Regions from separate parts of the Mus musculus genome. Here all the other regions are linked to region 2. The links are chromatin contacts, called in public promoter capture Hi-C maps. All regions are on one chromosome and are shown on one strand. The core of a region is the stretch at or near the end of the contact, and the rest is flanking DNA. Distances in the headings are between cores, read along the strand shown. Region 1 holds the start of Oaz1 (ornithine decarboxylase antizyme 1). Region 2 holds the start of Slc39a3 (solute carrier family 39 (zinc transporter), member 3). Region 3 holds the start of Tmprss9 (transmembrane protease, serine 9).

Evidence for each region. Promoter capture Hi-C pulls out the DNA fragments that hold promoters and counts their contacts. Capture Hi-C pulls out chosen DNA fragments and counts their contacts.
Region 1: a promoter capture Hi-C map of the SN4741 cell line shows a contact between it and region 2, with 4 times the contacts expected there. The contact joins the promoter of Oaz1 here to the promoter of Slc39a3 in region 2. A contact is called at or near these places in 24 of 39 promoter capture datasets (the 3T3-L1 cell line, 3T3-L1-derived adipocytes, the C10 cell line and 14 more), 1 of 484 Hi-C or Micro-C datasets (bone marrow-derived macrophages), 10 of 115 datasets of contacts at active chromatin or transcription factors (the 230-238 cell line, the NIH/3T3 cell line, bone marrow-derived macrophages and 6 more) and 3 of 9 other capture datasets (adipose tissue, liver and pancreatic islet).
Region 3: a contact with region 2 is called in a promoter capture Hi-C map of pancreatic islet. The contact joins the promoter of Tmprss9 here to the promoter of Slc39a3 in region 2. A contact is called at or near these places in 15 of 39 promoter capture datasets (the 3T3-L1 cell line, 3T3-L1-derived adipocytes, the C10 cell line and 10 more), 2 of 15 datasets of contacts at CTCF or cohesin (embryonic stem cells and large pre-B cells), 2 of 484 Hi-C or Micro-C datasets (bone marrow-derived macrophages and embryonic stem cells), 2 of 115 datasets of contacts at active chromatin or transcription factors (bone marrow-derived macrophages and embryonic stem cells) and 4 of 9 other capture datasets (adipose tissue, liver, macrophages and 1 more).

Annotation. Positions count from the first base shown.
Region 1 is chr10:80,824,814-80,828,760 of GRCm38.p6, forward strand. Oaz1 (ornithine decarboxylase antizyme 1) reads left to right here and starts at 1,843. Exons shown (of 5, transcript NM_008753.4): 1 at 1,843-2,092; 2 at 3,424-3,569; 3 at 3,648-3,820; 4 at 3,898-3,947. The coding sequence starts at 1,947.
Region 2 is chr10:81,034,261-81,038,670 of GRCm38.p6, forward strand. It overlaps Slc39a3 (solute carrier family 39 (zinc transporter), member 3), which reads right to left and starts at 3,055. Exons shown (of 4, transcript NM_001358898.2): 1 at 2,944-3,055; 2 at 658-745.
Region 3 is chr10:80,878,178-80,882,085 of GRCm38.p6, forward strand. Tmprss9 (transmembrane protease, serine 9) reads left to right here and starts at 1,639. Exons shown (of 18, transcript NM_001081688.2): 1 at 1,639-1,786. The coding sequence starts at 1,639.

The DNA.
Region 1 (3,947 bases), core at 593-3,092, 210 kb before region 2:
TCAGATTTGGAGTTCCTGGTGGTAATGAATCATCATGTGGATGGGAATAGAATCTAGATCGTTTGGAAAAACAGCCAGTTTTGTTTTGTGTGTTTGTTTTTTGAGACAGGGTTTCTCTGTTAAGCCCTGACTGTCTTAGAACTTACCCTCTAAGACCATACTGGCCTGGAACTCAGAAGAGATCCACGTGCCCTGTCTCCAGAGTGCTGAGATTAAAGACTTGTGCCACCACCACAGGGACATCTGTTTATCAAGACAAGGGATTTTTTGGCAGTCCATGATTACTTGGAACTTCCAGCAATCCTCCTGCCTCAGCTAGGTTGAGTGGCTTTTATCACAACCATAGATAGATTTTTACTGAATTCTGATCTTTGTATCACACTGTAGTTTGCTCACAAAAAAAGAGAATTAGAGGGGGCTGGAGAGATGGCTCAGAGATTAAGAGTACTGACTGCTCTTCCAAAGGTCCTGAGTTCAATTTCCAGCAACCACGTGGTGGCTCACAACCATCTATAATGGGATCTCACACCCTCTTCTGGTCTGTGTCTGAAGACCAGAAACAACAACAGTGTACTCATATAAATAAAATAAGTAAATCTTGAGAGAGAGAGAGAGAGAGAGAGAGAGAGAGAGAGAGAGAGAGAGAGAGAGAGAGAGAGAGAGAGAGAGAGAGAGAGAAAGAGCAGGGTGTGGTGCCACAGGCCTTTAATCCCAACACTCAGCTGGCAGAGTCAGGCAGATCTCTGAGTTTGAGGGTAGCTTAGTTTATAGAGTAAGTTCCAGGACATCCAGGGCTACACAGAAAAGCCCTGTCTCAAAAACAAAACATACAAAACAAAACAAAACAACAACAACAAAAAACCCATAAAGAGAAAAAGAATACGAAATTCTTTAAGAATAAATTGTAAGCAGGGCAGTGATGGCGCACGCCTTTGATCCCAGCACTTGGGAGGCAGAGGCAGGCAAACAGAGAAACCCTGTCTCAAAAAACAAAAATCAAAATACAACAACAAAAAAGCGGCGGCGGCGGGGGAGGGGGGGTTGGGATGAAGGAAACCTTCAAGCTGAGTCTATGAGAAAAGTTGTTTAAATTCCAATTTGACATAAAATACTTCTCTAGATTGGGATACTTAACTTTTGACAGATTTTCTTTTAAATAGCAAGTTGCTTTTAAAACAAAGAGTCCCAATCTATTACCCATTATTACAAGGTCATTAGAATAATTTTGCCGCGTGGGGGATGGGCACCAAGCAAACCGCCTAGGTCAGCCTCAGGTACCCTTGACAGTTATGTCCTGACAGTCTTCCCGGAGCGGGGCGTCCCATGAGTGGGACCATAATGGTTAAGATGGAAAGGATGACAGATGACAAAACTGAAGGGCCACAGGTACTAGAGGAGGCGCAGAGTCCTAGCCTTGAGGCCTGGGCTAGATGGGGGTTTACGTCCTGGAGGCGACTACAGAAGCCCCGCCTCCGCCTCACGTCATAAAGCCTCGAGGGCGGGCTTGTCAGAACTCCAACCAATCCTCAAAGGGGCCAATACGTCCGTTTTTCTACATTGACCGATCAGAGCCTTGTAGGGGCGGGACGCGTCTGGCTTTTCTGTCTTCCCTCCCACAGAGTGACGCAAACACGCGGGGCCGGGATTCTCCTATCGCCAACTAATCATCAACGGAAACCTTCTGTCTGTCTTTTTACTCTCGCCAATCAGAAGCCGGAGTAGGTGGGACGCATTTGGTTTTTCCTTGGGCTGCCACTGTGGCCCCACCCCGTTCCTCCGTCGCCTCACACTGCTGCGTTTACGCCTGCGTGTGGGGGCGTGGCCTGCCGTGACGACGCATATAAAAGTGGGCGTCGGCGCCGGCGCCATTTTGCGAACGGCGAGCAGCGGCGGCGGCGCGGGAAGTGCAGCGGAGGTTTTTGCTGGTTTCGGACCCCAGCGGCCGGATGGTGAAATCCTCCCTGCAGCGGATCCTCAACAGCCACTGCTTCGCCAGAGAGAAGGAAGGGGACAAACGCAGCGCCACGCTTCACGCCAGCCGCACCATGCCGCTTCTTAGTCAGCACAGCCGCGGCGGCTGCAGCAGCGAGAGGTGAGAGCCCTGCCCCCGCCGCCGCGAACCTTCCAGAAACAGCGTCCGCGTAGGCCCCAGAGGGCAGCGCAGGACGCGCAGGCCCGGAGCGGGGTCGGCCTCCGGCGCCAGATAAGTCTCGGCAGCGCGAGATCCGCCCCTTTGTGGCGGCCACAATCGCGCAGGGGGCGGGGCGGGGCGGGGCGGGGCCTGTGGAGCGGGTCGCGGACTCGGATTTGGGATTCGAGTGGAATTAGGGAGTCTCAGGTTGAGGAATAGGGTTTGGTTTGATTGGAGGACCGGGAACATTTCGCGAAAATGTAGGATTCGATTTTGGGTTCGAATCGGATTCGGGGGTTGTGAGTTGAGCCTAAGATTTGGGGAGGGATCTGAGAAGAGATTGGAGACTCGAATTTGGGGTCTGCCTCTCGGATATGTGAGCTAGTTCTAATGTCAGGTGGCGAAGTGTTTGTGGTTACCTGTAGGGCGTTTGGGTAATAAATCGTATGCTATGTAGAGGTGGGGCTCGTCCCGGTGTTTGGAGTTCTTTGCAGAATACTGGGATTTTGGGTGCTGTTGGGGAGGAATCCTATTATATTCTTGGGTACATGTTGAGGACTCATTTCTTGGTGGGAGAGTATGGGATCAGATTTGGGGTGTTGAGAAAGAAGCTTGTGTCGGTTTAGGAAGTCACAGGTGGGGAAGCTGGGATGAGGTTTAGGTTGGATTTAGTGATTGCGTGTTGAGGGCTCTAATACTTTGGAGGGATTTGGGTCAGAATTAGGACCTTGGAAGTGGTCAGGCTTGGGGGCTCACAGAGCTATGTTGGAGGACATGGAGGTGGTGTGGTGTGGTGAGTATGATGTGAGGTGACCTTAATCCCTGGTCCACTTGGCAGTTAAAAGTCTGCAGTGGGTGGGATGGAGGGTATCACTTGAAGGGTTCAGAATGGGGACTGGTTTGGGAAGGGCGTCGATATAGGTGGTAGGAACTTTGGATATAGGCTGTGCAGACACCTATAGAGTGGCAGTAGGGAAGAGAGGAGACTTGGGGTTGTCTGACTCTAGAGCATGAGTAGTTAGTGAGGTAGAACTTTGGGGTCACTGGTAGCTGCTGACCAGAGGGTAGGAAGGAGCGAGTGACCTGGTGTGAAGGGAGGATTGGCAGCATGGAGTGGGATGGGCCACAGTGCTGAGATGACACTGCCTGTGAGGCCTGTCTTGCTACAAAAGGGGCAGAGTCACACAGGTGAGGGGCAGTGACTCGGGTTGACTGTTGTCAATGGCTCTTGAGTGGGAAGCCCGGGCACTTAATTATTGCCGCTGCTGCCACCTGAGCATTGTTTCCTGCAGTTCTAGGGTTGCCCTTAATTGCTGTAGTAACCTGGGTCCGGGGCCTCGGTGGTGCTCCTGATGTCCCTCACCCACCCCTGAAGATCCCAGGTGGGCGAGGGAACAGTCAGCGGGATCACAGTCTTTCAGCTAGCATCCTGTACTCCGTGAGTACCTGTGGAGAGCCCGGGGGTGCCTGGCACTGGCAAAGTAAGCTGGCCAACCTGACAACCCTGCTCCCCTAGGACGAGCGGCTGAATGTGACAGAGGAGCCGACGTCTAACGACAAGACCAGGGTCCTGAGCATCCAGTCCACGCTCACGGAGGCCAAGCAGGTCACCTGGAGGGCGGTGTGGAGTGGTGGTGGCCTCTACATCGAGCTCCCAGCTGGACCTCTGCCTGAGGGCAGTAAGGACAGGTAGGCCACTTCCCCTTAGGGCTGTAGGGGATTTGGGGCCTGGGCACAGGTGGCTAATGACTCCATGCTTCATTCAGTTTTGCAGCTCTCCTAGAGTTCGCAGAGGAGCAACTCCAGGCTGACCACG
Region 2 (4,410 bases), core at 1,805-4,304:
CACACACACACATGCACACACACATGCATTCACACACATACACATTCACAAACATGCACACAGACACACATTCACACACATGCACACACAGATGCACACACATGCACATTCACACACATGCACACAGACACACATTCACACACATGCACACAGACACACACTCACATACATGCACACAGACATGCATTCACACACATGTACATTCACACACACGTGCACACAGACACACATTCATGCAGGGCACAGGAAGCTGAATATATTTAGCTCCTGGTTCCGTGCTGACAGCTGCTTGGTAGCCACCTGAGCTGAGTAGCTTCCAGGTTAAACACAAGCATGGAATGATCCCATTGGTGCTAGAGCACTCTCATGGTGTTGCTGCCCTGACAGAGAATCTCAACCTGTTACCCCAAGGATAGGCCTTACATAACTGGTGTCAACTCAACTCAACTCACACCAGCCTGCCAGAGTCCTGATTGCCAAGACTGTGCCAGCCCCAGGGTTTTTACACAGACTACTTCGTCTGCCTGGAGCATCCCCGCCCTGCCCCACCCCACCCCACATCCCTGGATCCTCCACAGGTATCTTTATATTTTGTCCCTGGGAAGGCCTCCTGCAGACCACCTGACTCCTGCTCCCAGCTGCAGCCCTGGTACCCACCTTGAGGCTTGGTGCAGGGCAGGTGCAAGGTGGCAGCTGGCTCAGTGGATGTGGTGGCCAAAATGTAGGGTTGTTCTTACGTGTTCTCCTGCCTCACAAAGCATGGTTCATTAGGAGTGAAGCTGCTTCCCTCGTGCTGCTGAACACACCCCGGCTCACCCTCTGCAGTCAGCGGCATCCTGTCCCTGCCCTAGCCCTGTCCCTTCTACTGCACCAAAGGGACTGTATATATCTGGGTTGTCCTGGAACTTTGGAGGTGGAGAAAGGGGACCACAGGGACATGCTGTCCAGCCACTCTGGCCCAGTCAACAGCTCTAGGCTCTCAATGCTGAAAGTACTGGGTGCCTTTCCAGAGGACCTGGATTTGGTTCCCAGCACCCACATGGTGGACCACAACCCACCTGTAGATCCAGCTCCTGGGGACCCAATGCCCCTCCTGGTCTCTGCAGGCACCAGGCACATAAGGGGTACATGTGGGGAACTGAAGGCTGGTCTCCAGTCAAACTGAGGTCTGAACCCCGATGGTTATAATTCACCTAAATGACACGGTAGGTGTTCCCTCATGCTCCTGGAACTCCGGCCCCTGACTAAGGTACCACCTCCCACAGCCCCCTCAAGAGAAGCATGGTCAGTAGTCATGTAAGCAATGGCCCAAGCTTCTGACCTTCAGGCTAAACTCCTCCCCAGTTACCTAGCAACAGGGAAGACCATAAATCTCTCTCTCTCTCCCTCTCCCTCTCCCTTTCTCGCTCTCTCTCTCTCTCTCTCTCCCTCTCTCTCTCTCTCTCTCTCTCCCTTTCTCTCTCTCTCTCCCCTGCATTTCTATAATAAAGCTCTTAAATGAGTCAGGCATGCTCACCCTGGGCCCTGTGGAAAAGCGTCCGGCAGCTCTGCCTGCATCTGCCTGCCCAGAGCACAGGAACCCTAGCAGGACGTTAGACCCCTTTTCCTCCCCCACTTTTCCCCAGGGCCCCCAGGGTCCCCCTTTATTTTGTTCCCAACAGGTGCACAGCCATGAAAAGAAGCAAAACACACATATATGTAAAATGTTAAATTATGGGAGCGATCAAGGAAGACACTGATATGGAAGTTTAGGCTCCTCACGTGTGCACATACACGGTCTGAAGGGATGTGACTATCATCTTAGTACACAGGAGGGTGAGGCGGGACAACGGCTACACATTTGAGACCAGCCTGGACAGTGAGGAAGACCCTACTTCAGAATAAAGTAATACAACAAAATTTAAAAAGAAAATACAGCCGGGCAGTGGTGGCGCACGCCTTTAGTCCCAGCACTTGGGAGGCAGAGGCAGGCAGATTACTGAGTTCGAGGCCAGCCTGGTCTACAAAGTGAGTTCCAGGACAGCCAGGTTTACAAAGAGAAACCCTGACTTGGAAAGAAATATAAATAAAGAAATGAAATAATAAGATAAGATAGTAGCAGCAGAGACACTCTCAGCAGTTGAGAGCACTGGCTGTTTTTGCAGATGACCAAGGTTCCATTCTAGCCTAGAAAGATCTATCTATTCCCCTCTTCTGGCCGCTTTGGGCACTGCACACATGTGCATAAACACAGACACATAAAATAAATTTGAAAAGTAAATTTTGTCGAAAAAAAAAAGAAGGAAAGTAAATTTTAAAAATGAAAATAGGCCGGGCAGTGGTGGCGCACGCCTTTAATCCCAGCACTTGGGAGGCAGAGGCAGGCGGATTTCTGAGTTCGAGGCCAGCCTGGTCTACAAAGTGAGTTCCAGGACAGCCAGGGCTATACAGAGAAACCCTGTCTCAAAAAACAAAAAAAACAAAAACAAAAACAAAAACAAAAAAAAAAATGAAAATAAAATACGAAAGAAAATTAGGATGAAATAAATAAGGTTAAAATTAAGTTAAACTTTAAAATTAAAATATTCTAGAGGAATATTATAAAGGACATAATTACTATAATTTTTTAAAAAATTAACAACAAAAATAACTCCCTTAAAGTCCTTCCCTCCACTGCTGTGAACACAAGGCAAAGTGCATACAACAGGCGCCCAATTGATGCTAGAAGACAGGGTCAGGTAGGGATACCTCGGGTGCTCTCAAAATCGGGCCAGTCGGGGCAGGGCTGGCGGGCGACAAGCTCAGTCTTTCCTTAATCACTTATTGTGCGCCTACTGTGTGCTCCACTCAGCCTCACACTGAAGCAAAGACTCTGTGAACAGGCAGGCACGGTCGGCCAGGGCCCTCGGCTCCGCCCTGCCCCAAGCCCGCCACGCCCAGGCCACGCCCTGACCCCTCTTGTACCTCTGACAGCTCCTCAGGCCTCCAGCCAGTGCCACCTGCCGCCAACTGCCCCGCGGTCCGGACCCCGCCGCAGCGGACCAGCCGAGACCCCCGGGGCTGCGAGCTGCTACCTACGCCCCGCCCACATCAGCGTCTATTGGACACTGTCAGTGCCACTCGACAGAACTCATAGTCCATTGGTCGATGCTGCTGCCAATCCTTCTGCAACGCCTACTGGCTCCGGAAAGCAGTTTTCTCCTTTCTAAACATGAGTGCAGCTACCAAATGATTCCGATAGAAAACACTACTTGGCAACATAGTTCCGGAAGTAGGGCCTCCATCCCGGAGCTGTCCAGGGTCGCGTGGTACTGAATGAGTGTGGCTGGAGGCTTGGCAGGAAGCGATTTCCTACAGCGAATGGAACATTCTTGAAGTCTTTCCTCGCGGCTTAAGAAGATACAGGCGTCCACCAAATATCTATTGATAGCCAGAATAAATTCAAGCTCAAGAGGTCTACTGTGCCCCTCAATCACTACAGTTACTAACAATGTAATCATTCTACCCATACCTGCAGCCTAGGAAATGTCTCCTGAAGTGACATGGCACCTGAGTAGAGCCTACAGATACTACACAGTATGCCTTATTTTTACATTCATTTGTTTGAGCTACGGTCTTGCTGAGCAGCCCAGGCTGGGTGGCATGCAGAAAGCTCAGAATCCTCCTGCATCAGCTTCCCGAGCGCTTGGATTGTAGGTGTGAGTCACCATACCTGGCCTCCTGCTATATCTAGAGCACCTCACACAATATGTATGCTGTGTAAACCGTGCTTTTACTGTGCTAGACAACAAAGATGACAAAGACGCTTCATTCACTGCAGATCAAAGCTTTACAGAACACTATAGTTTTACACATGGTGATGTATGTCTGTCATCCCAGCACACTCTGGAGGCTGAGGCAGAAGATCCATGTACTCTGTCTTCCAAGACTGGCCTACAGAATGAGACACTGTATCAAAAGAGCCATGCACAGCACACTAACACATGAGCCTACCCTGATGTATGTGACATGAGCTTCTCGTATTTTCACTTATTTATTTGGTTTTTGAGACAGGGTTTCTGGCTGACCTAGAAGTCACTCTGTAGACCAGGCTAGCCTCAAACTCAGAGATATGCCTGCCTCTGCCTCCCAGAGTGCTCAGAATAAAAAATATGCGCCACCATTGTCCATCTAAATAAGTAAATAACTTATTTTTTTAAAGATTTATTTGGTTTGATTTTATGTGTATGAATGCTTTGCCTGCATGTCTAAGTGCCATGTGTGTCTCTGGTGCCCAAAGAGGTCAGAGGAAAGTGTTGCATGACCTTGGGTCAGAGTCACAGGTGGTCCTGAGCTACAATGTGTGAAACAAACCTGCATTCTCTGTGAGAGCAGCCAGTCAGTCTTCTTAACTGATGAGCTGTGTTCAGTCCTCCTTTCTAATTGTTAAAT
Region 3 (3,908 bases), core at 389-2,888, 160 kb before region 2:
GTGTCCACGCACATTGTTCAGTGGCGTTTTGCTCGCTGCTCTGTGAGGATCCCTTGTTCCTTGCAGCAGCTGTAGGCTCAGAACTTAGCTGGTGTTCCACATCAGGCAGAGAAAGCTACCATTTTATACTCATAGCTCCTTCAGTGCCCGACCTGCTCACTCAGTGTTTCCTGGGGAGATGTGTGCAGCCACCACTTCACTGAAGACAGGGCACCGACCTCAGACCACAGAACTGATCCTATAGACTGAGCTCAGGCAACCTGTGAGTTCACTGAGTGTGGGTGACTTAGAGGCAGTTTGGGGTTTCCTGATGCCTGACTTAGTCCCCTCTCCCTACCATTATGAATCATGGGAGTTTCAGGAAGTCTGTGAGTCTCAGGGAGCCTTCCCTCAGGAGGAAGTGCCTCCATTGAGAGGACACTGCTAGACAGCCCCTGTGTCACCAATGCACAGAAGTGCTGAACGTATGCCATGTTTACCCCCAACAAACCCTACTTACAGACCAAGTGTCAGGGTAGACTTGGTCTCCCAAAGCCAGGATCCTGGTCCCCTGTTGAGGATCAGAGCTGACCAGGAAGTAGTCTGTGTTCCATGGCCTGCATCTACCTCCTCCCCATTTTTGGCTACAATGTCTCACTTGGCAGTCCAGCCTTGCCTGGAACTCATAGAAATCCCCCTGCCTCAGCTTCCTGGATGCTGGGATGACAGGTGTGTGCTACCATGCTTGGTTCTGGTGAAGCAGTTCTTGGTAGCCTGGTCTCCCCAGCTCAGGTCTCCCGAGGTTCACAGAGTTGCATCAGCCCCTTTTCAGGGCTCTGTGTCTGTGGGCAAGGCAGCTCTGCAGTAATTACTGTGGGAAGGGCTGAATGGCATGGCATGCTTAGCACTCACTAAGAGCAAGTCCTCAGGGAAGGGATGAGCAAGGGGTGTGTGTGAGCACAGTAATGCGTGTGTGCTCGTGTGTGCATGCCTGTGTGCACACACACATGTGCATGTGTATATGTGTTATGCACACACATATCCACATGTGTGCATGCATGTGTGTATGTGCACGTATATGTATGTGTGCGCATGTGTGTATGCATATGTGTGCATGAATGTGTGTGGGTGTGTTTGCATGTGTGTGGTCGCCTGTGTGTGCATCTGTGTGTACATCTGTGTGTATGTGGACTGTCACGGAGGTCTCCCCTGCAGCCCGAGGCCGAGAGCTCACTGGTCAGAGCTGCAGCATGGCTCCTGTCTCTCACTTCAGTGATGATTTGGGGATATGGTTGCGTCTCACCCAGAATCTCTGTAGCTTAAGTGATGTCATAGTGGGGCCACTGACCTGTCCCCTCTGCTGTGCATGGCGGTCACAAGGGTCTGAGTGGCCATTTCAGGCAGATCAAGTCTCCTTAAGGATGGGACAAATTGGCTTGGCCTCAGCCTTGGGATACCAGGATTAGCAAAGGGTGCACTTGGGTCCACATGGGTGTCAGGGAATGCTGGGTGCATGCCTGTCACCCCTGCACTCTGGAAGTGGAGTCAGTTGATCAGGAGTCCAGGGCCAAGTGTGGCTGAATGTCAGATAAATCCTTTGTCCATTTTTTGTTCTTTTTCTCTTGCAGGTGTCTAGCTGGAGCTTACCTTTGCCGAGCCATGGAGCCCACTGCACCAGACTTACAACTTGTGCCAGAGGTGACAAAGGCTGTCTCTGTATCTGCTCCAGACCCTGGCCCTTGTCGAACGGCTGTCATCGCAGTGGTGGGCATCAGCATGGCCATCGTGACCCTGGGAGTCCTTTCAGGTAAGTGGCAGGAAGAAGGCCTGGGTCCTCGGATGCAAAAGGACATCCCAAGTGTCAAAGGGCTGACCTTCCAGCCAGATCCAGCAGTGGCAAGGACAGGCTCTGGGGTCCAAGAATATGCTGGGTATGCAGGAAGTGTTTGCAATGACAAGAAGGAGCGGGTGGGCGGGCAGTCCTGTGGTCGAATGGGGAGGGAACAGATATGTCAGTTTTGACAGCTTAAGGCAGCAGGAGGGTCAGGCAGGACTACAGGGGTGTGGCTTAGGAGAGGCTGGGCTCATGCCTGTTAGCATGGTGATACAGTGATAATGGGTACAAACTGGGGAACTTGTGTGGAAAAAATTTAATTGGCCAGGCAGTTGTGGCATACACCCTTTGATCTCTGTGAGTTTGAGGCCAACCTGGTCTACAGATAAAGTCTAGGACAGCCAGAGCTGCACAGAGAAACCCTGTATTGATAAAAGATAACAGAATACATTGATAATTGTCCTACAGTCCCCAACTGTACTAATATGTATTAAGCTTTTCTGGACGGGCTAGGTTACTGCAGTCTGATGTGGCTGAATGCTGCCCCCTAGTGGCTGTGCCTGTCACGTGCAGTAGCATTCTCATCTCCCCTCGTGCTCTACCCCTTTGAGGGTTTCCTGTCAGTCCAAGTGGCACACAAACCTTTGCGATCATTTTTGAGGGATTTTCCTGGTTTTTGAGAAAGAGAAGGGTCTGACGTAGCCCGTGCTAGCCTCAAACTCTCACTGCTAAGGATAACTTTAAACTCATGGTCTCTGTCTCATTCTCCGAAGTGCTGGGACTAGAGATGTGCACCACCATGCCACCACCCAGGGCCAATGCCTGCAGGGAGTGCTCTACCCACTGAGCGATACAGCCCATTGGGATGATCCCTCTACCCATGAATCCACAAATCCATCCCGACGGATGGCTAAGACTCAGCACCCACACACTATCCGTTTGCTTCTGTTGTGTTATTTTGTTTTTTGTTGTTGTTGTTGGTGGTGGTTTTATTGTTTTGTTTTGTTTTGTTTTTTGTTTTTTTGAGACAGTTTCTCTGTGTAGCTCTGACTGTCCTGAAACTTGCTCTGTAGATCAGGCTAGCCTCCAACTCAGAGATCTGTGTACCTCTGCCCCCTAGGGGCTGGGATTAAAGGCGTGTACCACCACTGTCTGGCAGATTTTGTTTTTTAAATTTTATTTCTGGGGCTAAGAGATGGCTCAGAGGGTAAGATCACTGCACTTTCAGAGGTCTTGAGTTCAATTCCTAGCCCCCACATGATGGCTCAAACCTTCTATAATGCAGGAAGAATGCTGTATTCATAATACATAAGTAAATCTTTTTTTATTACGTATTTTCCTCAATTACATTTCCAATGCTATCCCAAAAGTCTCCCACACCCTCCCCCCCACTCCTCTATCCAATAAATCTTTTTTTAAAAAAATTTATTTCTGTGTATGAGCTTTTTACTTGCATGTATGCCTGTGCGGCGCATGCATGCAGTACCCACGGCCGCCGGCAGAGGGTGCAAGGCACACTGGACCTGCTATTATAGGCGGTTGTGAGCTATATTGGTGCTGGAACCAAGTCAGGCTCCAAATGCCTGAACTGTCTCTCCACCCCCTAATTTACTTGCTAAGGGTAAAAGGCTCTCGTGTTGCTCTTTTTTTTTTTTTGGTTTTCCGAGACAGGGTTTCTCTGTGTAACCCTGGCTGTCGGGAACTCACTCTGTAGACCAGTTTGGCCTCGAACTCAGAAATCCGCCTGCCTCTGCCTCCCAAGTGTTGGGATTAAAGGCGTGCGCCATCACTGCCCGGCCGTGTTGGTCTTAAATACCCTGACACCACAGTGTCCGTGTGGCAGCTTCCTGAGTGGAGGAAACTGAAGAGTCAGAAACTCCCTTTAGGAGAAGTGGTGGCACAGGCAGGGCCAGCTGGGGCGGGACGGTTGTAAAATCCAAGTCACCACAGCCTACAGAGCAAACCTGCTTCAAAAGAATGAAAAGAAGAGAGGCTGGGAGATGGCTCAGCCCCCACACAGGGACTACCTCGCCAGACACCAGGGTCTCCATCCCCACACAAGAAAAAGCCAGGTGCAGTAATGGATGCTTGTCAT